Linked DNA regions of Mus musculus: region 1 is linked to region 2. A link is a contact called in public promoter capture Hi-C data. All regions are on one chromosome and are shown on one strand. The core of a region is the stretch at or near the end of the contact, and the rest is flanking DNA. Distances in the headings are between cores, read along the strand shown.

Region 1 (6,969 bases), core at 3,630-6,129, 170 kb before region 2:
GATTTATTTATTTTATGTATACGTGTACTCTATCTGCATGTATACTTGCATGCCAGAAGAGGGCATCAGAACTCATTACAGATGGTTGTGAGCCACCATGTGGTTGCTGAGAATTGAAAGCAGAACCTCTGGAAGAACAGCTGGAGTTCCTAATTGCTGAGTCATCTCTCCAGCCTGTTTTTTTATTGTTATTTATTTATTTTTTTTAATGTATCTGTTTTCTTTTAAGACAGGGTCTCAGTACGTAGCCAAGCCTGGTGTTGAACTTACAAAAATCCTTACATTAAAAAAAACCCAAAAAACAAATGTTTTTAGAGTGCCACCCAGTAGCAGAGAGCAGAAAATAAAACCTCCTTCCTTACAAAGATTGGCTACTCTGTTGATCAAACCGAGTACAGGGGAAAGTGAATTATTTCAACCTCCAGCTGCAGACTGTTATTTCTGGCCATCAATTTGATCATTACTACACAATGCTCAGGGACTCTAGGTGTGTGTGTGTAGTCAGAAAATAACAAAATTAAAATGTGGGCAGAATTAAAGATAAATATTTACAGTATCTCAAAAATTGCTTTGAATTTTTAACAAAACGGGTCTTCCCTACATAAGCAAGATACTGAAATAGAAATATGAATTTCAGAGACCTTCCCCCTTACATGTTTTGCACTTTCTTTTTATACTTTTGCCAATATAAATTTCAAAACAGAGACAATCAACATGAATATCACAAGATCACCACATACAGTCATACAATACATGCTTAGCCTGCCCTCTCCTGGCGATTTTCAAGCCACAACGGCTAACTATATTCAGAAGTGCTATTAAATCACTTTAAAGTAGGCTGGGAACTGTTAAAGATGCCTGGCTTCTGTTTGTTTTGTTTTGTTTTTCGAGACAGGGTTTCTCTGTGTAGCCCTGGCTGTCCTGGAACTCACTTTGTAGACCAGGCTGGCCTCGAACTCAGAAATCCGCCTGCCTCTGCCTCCCGAGTTCTGGGATTAAAGGCATGGGCCACCACTGCCCAGCTGATACCTGGGTTCTTTATGGCAGCCTTAGCACCTGAAACTGTACATGGACACTAATATCAGGTTGATTAGAAGTCTGGTCACTCTGCCAGGATGGATTCCCACGGAACTCAATGAAAGTATCTGTACTGGCTAGTTTTGTGTCAACTTGACACAGCTGGAGTTATCACAGAGAAAGGAGCTTCAGTTGAGGAAATGCCTCCATGAGATCCAACTGTAAGGCATTTTCTCAATTAGTGACCAAAGGGGAAAGGCCCCTTGTGGGTGGGACCATCTCTGGGCTGGTAATCTTGGTTCTATAAGAGAGCAGGCTGAGCAAGCCAGGTGAGGCAAGCAAGCCAGTAAAGAACATCCCTCCATGGCCTCTGCATCAGCTCCTGCTTCCTGACCTGCTTGAGTTCCAGTCCTGGCTTCCTTGGTGATGAACAGCAGTATGGAAGTGTAAGCCGAATAAACCCTTTCCTCCCCAACTTGTTTCTTGGTCATGATGTTTGTGCAGGAATAGAAACCCTGACTAAGACAGTATCAAAGCCAATGAGAGAATTTGCATATAGCACCACCGTGCCCTACCCAGTCACTGTTCCGCACTCCAGCATGTTTATAGACGAACCGTCCAAGTGTCCGTCAAAAGATAACTCGTCTTCTCTTCTGCATCAGATCCCATGAGCCTCTTCACATAATCAAACAGAACACTTCCTCTTCTTAATCCACCACACCTCCCCTCCCCTCTCCACTGGATCCATATGCAAAGCCACTGCCATTTTGAATCACACCCTCGTCCTCGGACCCTTTACCAGCTACCGCCCCATTTATCTGTCCTTCCTTATGACAAATCTCCTCAAAATTATCTGAACTCACCCAACCTTCTCCTATGTACCTTTTATGAACTATCCTAGTTTGTGTTCTGTGGCTGCAATAAAAATCCTATCCAAAAAGCAACTTCAGGAGGAAAGGGTTTCTTTGGCTTACACTTTTAGACCACAGTCCAGAATTGAGAAAAGTCAGGGCAGGAGTTCAAGCAGGAAGTAAAGTAGAAACAGCGAAGGGATGCTGTCGACTGGCTTGCTCCCAGGTTCATAGTCAGTTATCTTTCTTATACAGCCAGGCCCATCTGCTTAGAGATGGTACCATGCAGTCGAGCTAGGTCCCCCTCCATCAGTTAGCAATCAAGAAAATGCCCCACAGGCCAATATGATAGAAACAATTCTTCAGTTGAATTTCTTCCAACTGTGTCAAGTTGATAACCAAGATTGGTGATTACATAAACCTACTCCAATGGAGCTGGGTCTCTTCTTCTTCCCCCAAACTGTTCTCATCAAGGTCTCCCAAGGCTCCTGATCAATACAATCTTCATCTTCCTTGACTCATCTACAGTATGTGACACAGTTGATAACTCTCTGCTTCTTAACATATTTCTCTTGGCTTCTAGGTCTCCCACTCTCTGCTGGTTTTCTCCCCACACCCCAGATGTCTGGCCAGTTTTCTTGCTAGTTATTAGTCTTGTCTCTGATCTGATAATCATGGGAGATTCTTTACTTCTTTTACCCTGTTTCACAACTTTAAACTCCACCATACACCTAAAGCTCTCAACTGGGACCTCAAGCACACCTCTCACAGTTTGCCACTCATCAGATCCAAAGCCAGCCCCCCCCACACACACACACTTCATATCAGATAACAACAACTACATTATTCCCCTTCCTTAATCCAAAAGCTGAGATCTCATACTGAGTGTCAAGGTCTCTTTTGTTTTTCCCACACTGAGTGGAAGATTTGTGGAAATCATAAAAAAAAAAATTTCAGAATCTGAACAAGTCTTAGCACTTCCATGGCTTTCCATCCTGATTTGAGACACCTTAATCTCTTGCCTTACTTAGTGGTTCCCAAACTTTGATGACATTGTAGTCTGCTTTGGCAGTATTTTTTTTTTTTCTGTCACTGAGACAAAACACCATGACCAATAGAAACTTGGAGAGGAAAGGGCTTATTTGGCTTCCACATCATAGTTCATTACTGAAGGAAGCCAGAGCAGAAACTCAGAGAAGGAACCTGGAGGCAGGAGCTGATGTAGAAGCCCCTGGCTTGTTCAGCCTGCTTTCTTATAGAACCCAGGACCATCCCCATCCCCAGAAGGCACCTCCCACAATGGACTGGGCCCTCCGACTTCAATCTCTACTTAAGAAAATGCCTTACACTCAGATTTTATGACTGTCTTTTCTCAATTGAGTTACCCTCCCTCCAGATAGCTCTCGTCTATGTGTCAAGTTGACATAAGACCAACCAGCACAGGGCCACAGAGGATTTCTGTCTTATGTGTTGATTCCGAGATACACATTCGACATCAAAATCTACCGAGATGTCAAATAGGGAAGAAGCGGAGGTTGAACTATAAATCTGAGAGTAGAAAGATGATATTTAAAGACCATGGAACTCCAGAATCGCTAGAAAGAGACAGGATCAATAAGACCATTATTAGCTTGAAGTGAGACAGAGATATCTATAAGAGACTGAAATAATAATAATGATTGAAAATTCTAGAGTGGGGGGCCCTTATCTAAAAAAATATTTTCAGGGAAGTTAGTTTTGTTGACAAGAGGGTGGTATTAAGATAATTTGGTACACTGAAAAATCTCAAAGTCTTGACCAGGACAGTTTCAGTGTAGTGGTGACAACCAAGTCAGAGCTACCTCAACTCTACTGGGTAATAAGAAACTTGAAACATCACACCTTCCATTCTTTATTAATATCAAGGATTCTTAATCTTTGGTCCATACACAAAGGAGGTCATGGAAGGGTTTCAAGAAAAAGTTATTCCAAGTCCCATCTCCAGATGTTGCAAAATTTTGTACATGGTGTCTCACCTAGTGTTTTCAAGATTGTCATCAAGAAAAATCAGAGACCCAGGAATCCTCTAGGCTGCAAAGCCTGAAAGATCAAACTGATACTTGCTTCTTGTTTGCTGTCTTTTAGGGAAATCAGAACTTAGCGTTATCACACTGAAGGTTTAATGTTCATGGTATGTGGGATTTCTATCCCATCTCTATGTGTGGTGTATCTGAGCTCCCAAGTCCCCACACAAGGGCTACTCACTTCCAAGATTCTTGAAATAGGCACTTAGACAAGCAACTAAGTGCAAGATAAAGGTCTGGTATCTGTCTTCATTTTGTGCCTGTCTCCTTTATTTTGGCTGAAGGTACAAAGATTAATCGTCCTAAACCTACAAGTCACCTTGAGTCCAGAGAAAACAAAGTCTCAAAGGCTAGACTCCTGCCTATATAAGGACTATTATTCGTCAGGGCTGCACCTTGGAGCACTGAATGATCTCACCTTGTAGGAGCTAAATGGATCTCCGGAAGGGATGCAGCGATAAAGACTTTGACCACCTTGAAAACCAGAACTGAGATAATGATCAACCAGACCACATCTTAACCCAGGACTGTTTAAACATACCTCTTGTCTCCTGCCCTCAATTCTTCCATAACTTAAAAAAAAAAAAAAAAAAAAAAAAAAAAAAGGTATGTCAACACCCCGGGTGTCAGTGGGAGGGCGAATCTGGTCTCCTTTATGTCAACATTGTTGGCTATACTAGCGACAAGTGGCCCAGCCCCTCTTGCAGAAGTTGTCAAAGGCCAGGCTTTTGCTTAAGGAACTCTGGTTACAATTCACTTTCGTCCCAGCTTCTTGGAGAAGCGTCTAAACTGTACTATCGTTACTTCCCAGATCCACCTTTCTGGTCCCCAGGAATTCTCCAATGCCCCACTAAATCACTGTGCACATCCCCTCCCAGTCTCAGAGAGCTGGGAGCTGCCACCTAGACAGGGCGGGGCTCCGCGCTCCGCCTTCTGGGAAGAGCTTTATGGTACAGTCGCTGTGTTTTCACGACAGTCCCGGGCGGCTTTACGGCTGCTAAGTTTCTCCGCCTTCTAAACCGCGGTAACGTGGTGGCATATTGCTACGCCAGCGCAGAGATGAGGCAAAAGAGGAAAGGTGCAAAATACGTGGGACAAGGGCGCAAGGGAGGAAGTGGATTCTCTGAGATCACAGGTTGAAGCTCAATTTTCCATGGGAATTACTGCTTGGTCTGGGCCCGCGGGACCCCGGTTGGCGGGCCTCCCTTCCTATCTGTCCTTTGTAAAACAGCCCCCTTCTCTCTTCCCCTTTGGAAGAGACTACTTGTTGTTTTTTGTGTAGATGGGTAAACGGTACTGCTATTCCAAGATAACTTTCAGAGGAGATAGGTGTTGAGTTGCAGGTTAATTTGCGGTAATTTACTGGACGTGTTTATTTAAGGTGTTTTTGTTTTTTGTTTTTGTTTTTTAAATCTTAAAGTAGGAAAGGCCTCCTTAAGGTAGAGATTGTGCAGTTTGTGCAATAGCTTTACGTGACTTACTTGCATTTATTTTACCTCCGGAGTAGTCTGGAGTAACTGTGCAGTTTTTGGTTTTTTTTTCAACAGGATGAAGTCATTTTTTTTTAAATCTTTTTTTTTTTTTTGCAATAGATTCCATTCTTAACTCTGTACTGCCCTTGAAGAGTTGGTCTGATAATATTACTGTTGGATGTCACAATAATAGCTGGGTATTGAGCCTTTCCCAGTCATTTTGAAGACGTGTTGTCATTTCATGCTCGAAAAAGCTGAGGTTTGGTTAACTTTTCCAGTCAAAGTTTATACTTAGTGTGAGGAGCTGCCTGTGACATCGGAAGCATCAAATGAAAAGTCAGTGCGGTATTGGTCACCGCTCTTGGCACTAACTGGAACTGCCCTTCTAGACATGTTCTATATACTTGTCACATCAAACACAACATGCACTAGATCCGTTTGATCTTACTTTACTGTAACGTGTTTATTCCTAGGCTGGCAATCAGCAAGCCCCAGCCAGCCCGTCTCCCTTGCCCACTCCTCCATGGTCCCCACGTTACGGGCATGAATGTGGCCTAGCTTCGAACATGGGAGCAGGGATTCAAACTGAAGTTTTCATGTGTGTAGATCTGGCTTTTGTTTATCATCTACATTGATTGTATCTTTCTTTTTTTAGCTTTCTGACATATTTGTTATATTGGTAATCTCTCTTTTAAAAAAACTACTTTTTTTTTCTTAAGTTACAGAGTTGAGAATGTATAATTTTTTTCTGTTACGTTTAATGCCTTTGCCTAGTGGCCAGTGTACTGTCTACTTACTGAACCCTGCTCAGGCAACCTGTGGTCAAGTTAGATAGATCTCCTTTCACCAGAATAGGTAGTTCTTATGCCTAGCCTTGTTCCTTCTTGTTGTTCCTTGGTTTACACCCTGACCTTTCTTTAATGATGCTAATTCTCTTTCCTCCATGAAATACTTCTTACTGGTTTGCCCAAGTAGTATTCAGATCTTTTATTTTTGTTAGCCCAGCCTCTTACTCTCTAGATGAAGTCTTATGCAGAAGTTTTTAATGTAGAAAGAAGAAAACAGAGTTGCAGTGGTCTTAATACATATGCATGTGTATGCGCACACACGCATGCATGCACACACACACACACTCACCCAAATAGATGGAGATGTATAGATATGCAAGTTGACAGGGTGATATCTCATCTTCTGTGCTCATCCCGTACCCCAAGTCCACCTCTGTTACATAGCCTCTGAGGCACCTTTGTAGAACTGAGAATGCTGGGAAATCACTAGTCTTTGGCTATCCATAGACTTCTCTCTCATTGTTTGATATGTATTAGCTTTGCCTCATTAAGTTGGTGGAGTACACAGTGCACAATATGGTAAAAAGACCTGAACCTGAGATCTAACCCTGCCCTTTACAATGACATCTGAACTTGCTTTGATCCAGTTTTACATGTATAAAATAGGACGACAATACCAACTTTACAGTGTCATTGTGAGTTTCAAATGGGTGACTTCCATGGTGTTCTTATCCACACTCCTATGATGACTTCTTTCTTTTTCACACCAGCAGGCAGG
Region 2 (6,428 bases), core at 1,200-3,699:
TGTTTTATATCAGCTTTTATAATACTCATTTTTATTATTACAATATTTATAAATTTTAAAGAATATGATTAAAAAAGACCGTTGAAATAAAGGTTTGAGGGGTTTTTGTTTTGTTTTACTTTATTTTTTTTTCCAAAAACAGTGACTATTGGAAGTCTAGATTCAACATGGCAGGTTCATAGCCGAGGGGGACCCAGAACCTTCTGTGTTTATTTTGAATCGTCTTTAGCCTATGAATTTTGTGATGGCTAATTTGATTGTCAACTTGATGGGGTTTAGAATCACTATGAAAACAAACCTCTAGGTGTGTCTGTGTGAGAGTTTCTCAACTAAGTTAACTGAGGCAGAAAGATCCATCTGAAGTCTGGGTAACAACATTCCTTTGGCCAGGATCTCAACCTGAACATACAAAAAGGAAGGAAGAAAAGGAGGGAGGGGAGTAGGAAAGAAAGAAAGAAAGAAAGAAAGAAAGAAAGAAAGAAAGAAAGAGAGGGGGGAGGGAGGGAGGGAGGAAGGAAGGAAGGAAGGAAGGAAAGAAGGAAGGAAGGAAGGAGAAGAGAGAGGAGAAGAGAAGAGAAGAGGAGAGGAGAGGAGAGGAGAGGAGAGGAGAGGAGAGGAGAGGAGAGGAGAGAAGAGAAGAGAAGAGAAGAGAAGAGAAGAGAAGAGAAGAGAAGAGAAGAGAAGAGAAGAGAAGAGAAGAGAAGAGAAGAGAAACTGAGCTGAGAACCCACATCCATTGCTCTCAGCTCCCTGACAGTGGCCACAATATGACCGGCAGCATCAAACTCCACCCAATTACTTCCCACCATGAAAGACTGCACCCTCAAACTGTGAGCCCACACATACCCTTTCTCCCTTAGGTTGCTTTTGTTGTGTGTCTGCTTCCCAGCTATGAGAAAAGTAGCCATTGTACAGCTTTCAAGCTCAAAGTTGCCTCAAGATCCAAGAGAGCAGCTAGAACTCCAGCCATCACGCGTGTGCTCCAGGAGATAAGCTTGAGGGAGGGAACACACAAGCCTCTGTTAGCTGAGTTGAGATCTTTAAAAGACCTTCCTCAAAATCCAAACCTAAAAACCAGCAGCATGACTTTTGGTGACTCGAGCTACACAAAAGGCTAGGAAAATACAGGGTTTTAGCTGAGTACACTGTCACTTTAAGTAAAATCAAAGACATGGCTCTATAAAGAATAACAAGGGATGGAAAATATTGGGCAGCCACCCAGCAAGAGCTACCACAGCGTGTACAAGATGAGGCTCCATACCCAGGACCAGCAGGGTGCATAACTATCTCTCCACGCCCCATGTCATGCAGAAAGCGTGTACTGGCTGCTTTGACCGTAGTGACCACGTGGACCTCAGAGAGCTCTGTGCCAAGTGGGCATGCTGGTTCCCTGGGCCTTTTCACTAGGAACATGTGTGAGTAGGAATTTCGTTTTCAGGGCTTGTTCTTAACCTGGGCAAGTGTTTGCTGTTCACTTTTTGTTGAGATAGAATTCCTACAAGGACAAAATTCACCATTCTAAATAACTCTTTCATCACACTTAAAAGAAACTCTGTACCCATCAGTAGCCAGGGCAGGTGCTTCCCTGAACCCTCCTCTGCCCAGTCCCCAGTCTACCAAGAACTAGACTTGCCACCTGAACAGGTGCTTGCTCTCCTCAGATGATGAAAGCCTTGCATTCTGGAATGTTTCAAATCTTAGGAAAATGAAGAACAGGGTCCTGGTGCAGTTCTCCCAGGGGCAGGGAAGGGAGATCCTCAGAGATGGGGTACACTCTGAGCACTGGGACTCCAGCTGCCTGGGTGCCACCTGTCCGCAGGCCACTCCCTGCCTGGGCTAAGAAGAAGATTTGGGTTCCACAACAAGGGCTGGGGCATCTTCAGCAGCCTGCAACATCCTAAGGTGCAGCGGCAGCTTGGAAACCTCCCAGATACCAATGTGAGACTTCAGGTAGCACCGATTACAGGAAAAAGATGGTGAGATAGGAGAGAATGTGGCACTAGCATTTAATAAAGGCCTCTGCGTCCCAAACACAAACAGAATCTCATCGCTCCACTCCCGTCTTGGGAGTTGGTGCACCCATTCTACAGAAGGGAACCTGAGGCCCACCGGACATGCACCTGCTGCAAAGGAGAAAGCTGCAGTCTCAAAGCCCCTGCCGAGCTTGTGCTCTGATCTATACTGTGCCGCGCTGTGAGCACCTGTGGAAAATGCTTCCAGAATCACCCCGGTGTGGCCTAGCCCTTGCCACCCCAATGGGGCCAGGACATTAGGAGGGGTCTCAGCTGAGCCAGTGGGAGCTGGGCGTGAGTTCCCCCTCCCTCCTGTGTGCTGCCTGATCCTCACTCCTCAGGCGGAGAGGTTATTGGAGAAGACTCCAGGTTTTGGGGTCTGCCTTATCCCTTGTCACCAGGAGTCTGTTTTTCTGAGTGACTTGCCAGCTCTCCCTAGGCTGGCCATCCTCACAGTGGCTCTGAAAGCAGCCGGAGAGGCAGCTGAGGGATCCTAGCTGATCGGGAGTCCAGGTGAAAACAGGCTAGAGGCTGCGTTGATGGGAGGCTGGCATGTCACAAGTCTGAACGCGGAGCAGGGGAGGGGGCCAGGCAGGCAGGATTGTAGTTGGGCTGTTTGGTTGATGAAGGGGGTCAGCGTAGGCATGTGTCATCATCGAGGTAGGCAGGGAAGGGGAGGGCTGTGCGTGGGGGGAGGATATATATGCTGGTGTGGCTGACACAGAGGAACAAGCCTCACATCTGAGAGAACCCTGAAACGGACAGCGTCAGGTAGGCAATGCATGTGGCCCCAGCAACCAGCCGGTCGACAGTATCTGCCCAGAGCCTCTCCGGAGAGCAGGGCAGTCTGGGCAGCTCCTCCACCCCTGTCTTTTGTCCACTGTGGCTGCTTGCTGGCCTCTTGTGAGATTGTGGCTTCATTCATCTTCTCAGTGTTCCGATGGTGGAGAAGGGGGAGGGCTGAGGGCTGGCTAGTCTCAAAGAGAAATGCGAAAGAAAGCTGAACTTGGAAATGAGGAAAAGTTTTGCTTCCCCAGTTGTGGCCGCTACTGGGTGACGGATACACATGGAAGAGGTGGCTGCGGGCGAGAGGGTGGACACTGGGAGGGGGCTTGCCATTCAGAGGAGCCCTGGGAAGCCCCTGGAGCACACCTTATGTCGGATTTTTGTTCTGTGGCTTCCTGCCCTTTGTGCAAACTGTCGTCTGGTGTCATTGAATCTGATGTCATTCTGGTTCTCTTACACCTTAATGGAAATTGTCAATAATGTGGGGAAAGACAGATCCAAAGGCTGAGCTTCACCTGAGTCCATGGCTGAATGCAGTCAGTAGCCGGCAGGGTGATTTTCGTGGTCGTTTTTTTAAAGGCATGACCTTGGTCCTCTGGATCCTGGGTTGTTCCCAGGTATCCTCTCTTCCTTGACATCTTTCTCCCCACTGCTCGTCTGTCCCACCTAAAAGGTCTCTGCCCAGATTGCATGGAACTCTCCCAGGTCAGGGAATCTGAACTAGCACTGCTTTCTCTCAGCCTCCTCCTCCTCCTCCTCCTCCTCCTCCTCCTCCTCCTCCTCCTCTCTTTGTGTATTTCTTTCCCCTCCCTTCTCTACTCATCCCCTTCTCTCCCCCATCTCCTTTTGAACTTGGAGAAGTTCGGGGGTGGGGGGATTTCAAGTAAGGCAGGATGATTCGGAAAAGGGGGCTATTTAAAGCATGCTGCTTTGGACTTGAATACCCCAAGCCTGGGCTTAAACATCTGTGTTTAGCTTCCTCCAGCAGCTCATAATTGCCCCAATTATAACCAATAACATTGTTCAGCAGACTAACAAAAGCTGAGCTCCACACGGCATTTGCCAGCAAGCCCAAACGAGAGTTTCCATCTCAGAGGGAGAAAAGTAACTGCCCGGCTTCGTATCAAAACCTCCCAAAGAGAACGCTGTGATTTCTCGCAGCCTGTGGGTGGATGCTGCACACACCCCTCCCTTTTCTCATTTGTGAAGCCTAGCAGGGAGATATTCTACAAGCTTCCATCAGTGCCATGATACCTTAACAGAAAGGAGTCCTGTTCCTCCGGCTCGCTGAGTCTTCTGCAGGAGAAACTGCCCCAGACATCATCTGAGTCAAGGATACAGCCGCACGTCTCCAGGTGACCCCCAGCACTGTCTGTGGAAAGTGCTCTGGTGTAGCTAAGGGTCATCTTCTTCAGGAGTGGCCGCCGCTGCCTTATCAGCTGAAGTCTGAGGGCACTTAGGGCTGCAGAAAACTCAGCAGGTTTTGCATTGCCGGTGAAGGGAGTAATTGCAGGATTAGACGTTAGCCGAGCCCGAGAATGGAGCTGTCACCAAGCAATTCCGTCTTCAATCAATCAGGTATTTATCAGCTACACCCCACCAGGCAAGGGAGGCACGGGGCTCTATAGACTCAGCAGAGATGCTAATAACAGCACTTTATTTGTGCAATGATTTACGCGCTTCACACCCATTATCTCCAGCAACAACCCTGGAAGGCTAAAAAGAAAGAAAAAAAAATCATTATCTCAAGAGTTGCAGGAACAGGACCCAATGCAGCAAGCGCAGCCCGGAGCAGCTGTCCCAGGTCTGATGCTCACTCCCCTTAAGATCCGTAGAGCTTGTAAACTAGTAGCAGGCACACACCACTGACTGTTAGGAAGCAATGCAAGATAATGGGATAGCACAGGGCTGGGTGTGATCAGTCCTACACTTGAGGTCCAGAAAGTCAAAGCTGGATGAATTTAGGGTACTTCCTCCGGCAACTGATGCCAGTGGGAAGAGAGGTAGAATTCGCATGGGAGAGGATGGATCCAGGGTTTGAAAGCAGCTAGGACAAAAGCCCAAAGGAAAGGCAAAGGAATTGATCTTTCTCTAATCCAGGAATGGCGTACATTAAGCTAAACTTGGATATATACTTATTTCATCACACACACACACACACACACACACACACACACACACACACGGTGACCATGACCAGTTTAATCCTGTATTGTTCAATCCTGTATTGTGTACTTACAATGATATGCTTCGAAGACCCTTCCTTCCCCCCTGACTCCTCCACTCACACAGACCATAAGGAAATGTTTGTTTCCTGTGCGCTGGGTCATCAGATGCTTTAGGAACAAAAGAACACATCTCAGGAATGAGCATCATCACGACATCGGCTTTGGGGGGCTTGAGTTCCTGAGAACAAAGGGATCTTTGAAACAGTTCTGTTTCGATACCTTCATCTGCTCCCACCGTCTCACATAGATCTTACATTTTAACCACAAACTCTAGCTGTGATAGTTGGGGCACACCAATTTGAGGGAGCAAGGGGACACAAGTTATTTTCTGAGCATCATAACCCTCGAAAGGTTACACCCACTTTGAACCTCAACTTCCCATGGCCCTGGGTCTGTCAAAATCCTGGCAGCTGCCTAGGCACTGCAGCAGCATAGACCAGCCAGGTAGGGAAAGCTGGGCTTGCCTTCCTGCCAAGCAGACAAGGCTCTGCAGCCTACAGTGTCACAACCAGCCTCTCTCCTCCTCGTGCTGGTCCTGTGATCTTCCCCCATCCTGTCACCCCATTCATCCTTTCATTCATCCAGCTGAGAACGTGCGTGGGTTCCTGAGAGGAGCAGTGCACGCGCCTGTAGCACTCAGTCACCAGCTTTCTCCCAACTCACCATCAAAGTCACAAAATGTGAATGAACCTAGACCAGTAGTCTCCAAAGGGGCTTACCTACCCAGATACCTACTAGGCGACTAGAAACTGAGGTGTTAAATTGGTTTTTATCTTATTACAACACACACACACATTTCCTCTGCAGGCACATATTGAAGCTAGAGGTCAACACCAGGTGTCCTTCCTCCTCTACTGTTCTCCGACATATTTACTTGAGCAGAATCTCTGACCAAATCTCAGAAGCTCAGAGTTTAGTTAGAGTGACTGACAAGCAAGGCAGCAGGCTCTGCTTGTCACTGTCCCCAGCCTCAGCACTGGGGTTACAGGCACACAATACCACTCCTGGCTTTTTACACGACTTCTGCAGAATCCAAGCTCAGGCATTCATGTTGTGTAACAAGCATTTTATAGACTGAACCATCTCCCCACCCCCTAAATCTTATCTTTCTTAATTTCTCCATTAATGGATTTTATAAAATATGGAACATGATTTGAAGAGATTAGGAATGTATGTTCAAAACTAATTGTAAGAGTAACTGTGGTTAATGACAACTTATTCTTCACTTTAAAATAGCCAGGGTAGAGGACTTAGAACATTTGCTACACAAAAGAATGAGCTGACTGCCCCGATCTAACTGTTACACAGTGCACACCGTGTGGAAATAATACACCATACCTCCAAAAACGTGTATAGTCATGTCAATTAAGACTCTCTTTAAAACTGGTTGTTAGAAATACAA

What was found. Capture Hi-C pulls out chosen DNA fragments and counts their contacts.
Region 1: a promoter capture Hi-C map of adipose tissue shows a contact between it and region 2. The contact joins the promoter of Elp3 here to the promoter of Pnoc in region 2. A contact is called at or near these places in 12 of 39 promoter capture datasets (the 3T3-L1 cell line, the HPC-7 cell line, the SN4741 cell line and 7 more), 1 of 15 datasets of contacts at CTCF or cohesin (CD8 T cells), 6 of 484 Hi-C or Micro-C datasets (the 4T1 cell line, the G1E-ER4 cell line, the Patski cell line and 2 more), 21 of 115 datasets of contacts at active chromatin or transcription factors (CD8 T cells, the HPC-7 cell line, the NIH/3T3 cell line and 13 more) and 4 of 9 other capture datasets (adipose tissue, embryonic stem cells, liver and 1 more).

Annotation. Positions count from the first base shown.
Region 1 is chr14:65,591,022-65,597,990 of GRCm38.p6, reverse strand. It overlaps Elp3 (elongator acetyltransferase complex subunit 3), which reads left to right and starts at 4,879. Exons shown (of 15, transcript NM_001253812.1): 1 at 4,879-5,066. The coding sequence starts at 4,991. It also overlaps a transcript of Nuggc not described here.
Region 2 is chr14:65,421,493-65,427,920 of GRCm38.p6, reverse strand. It overlaps Pnoc (prepronociceptin), which reads left to right and starts at 2,449. Exons shown (of 4, transcript NM_010932.2): 1 at 2,449-2,783.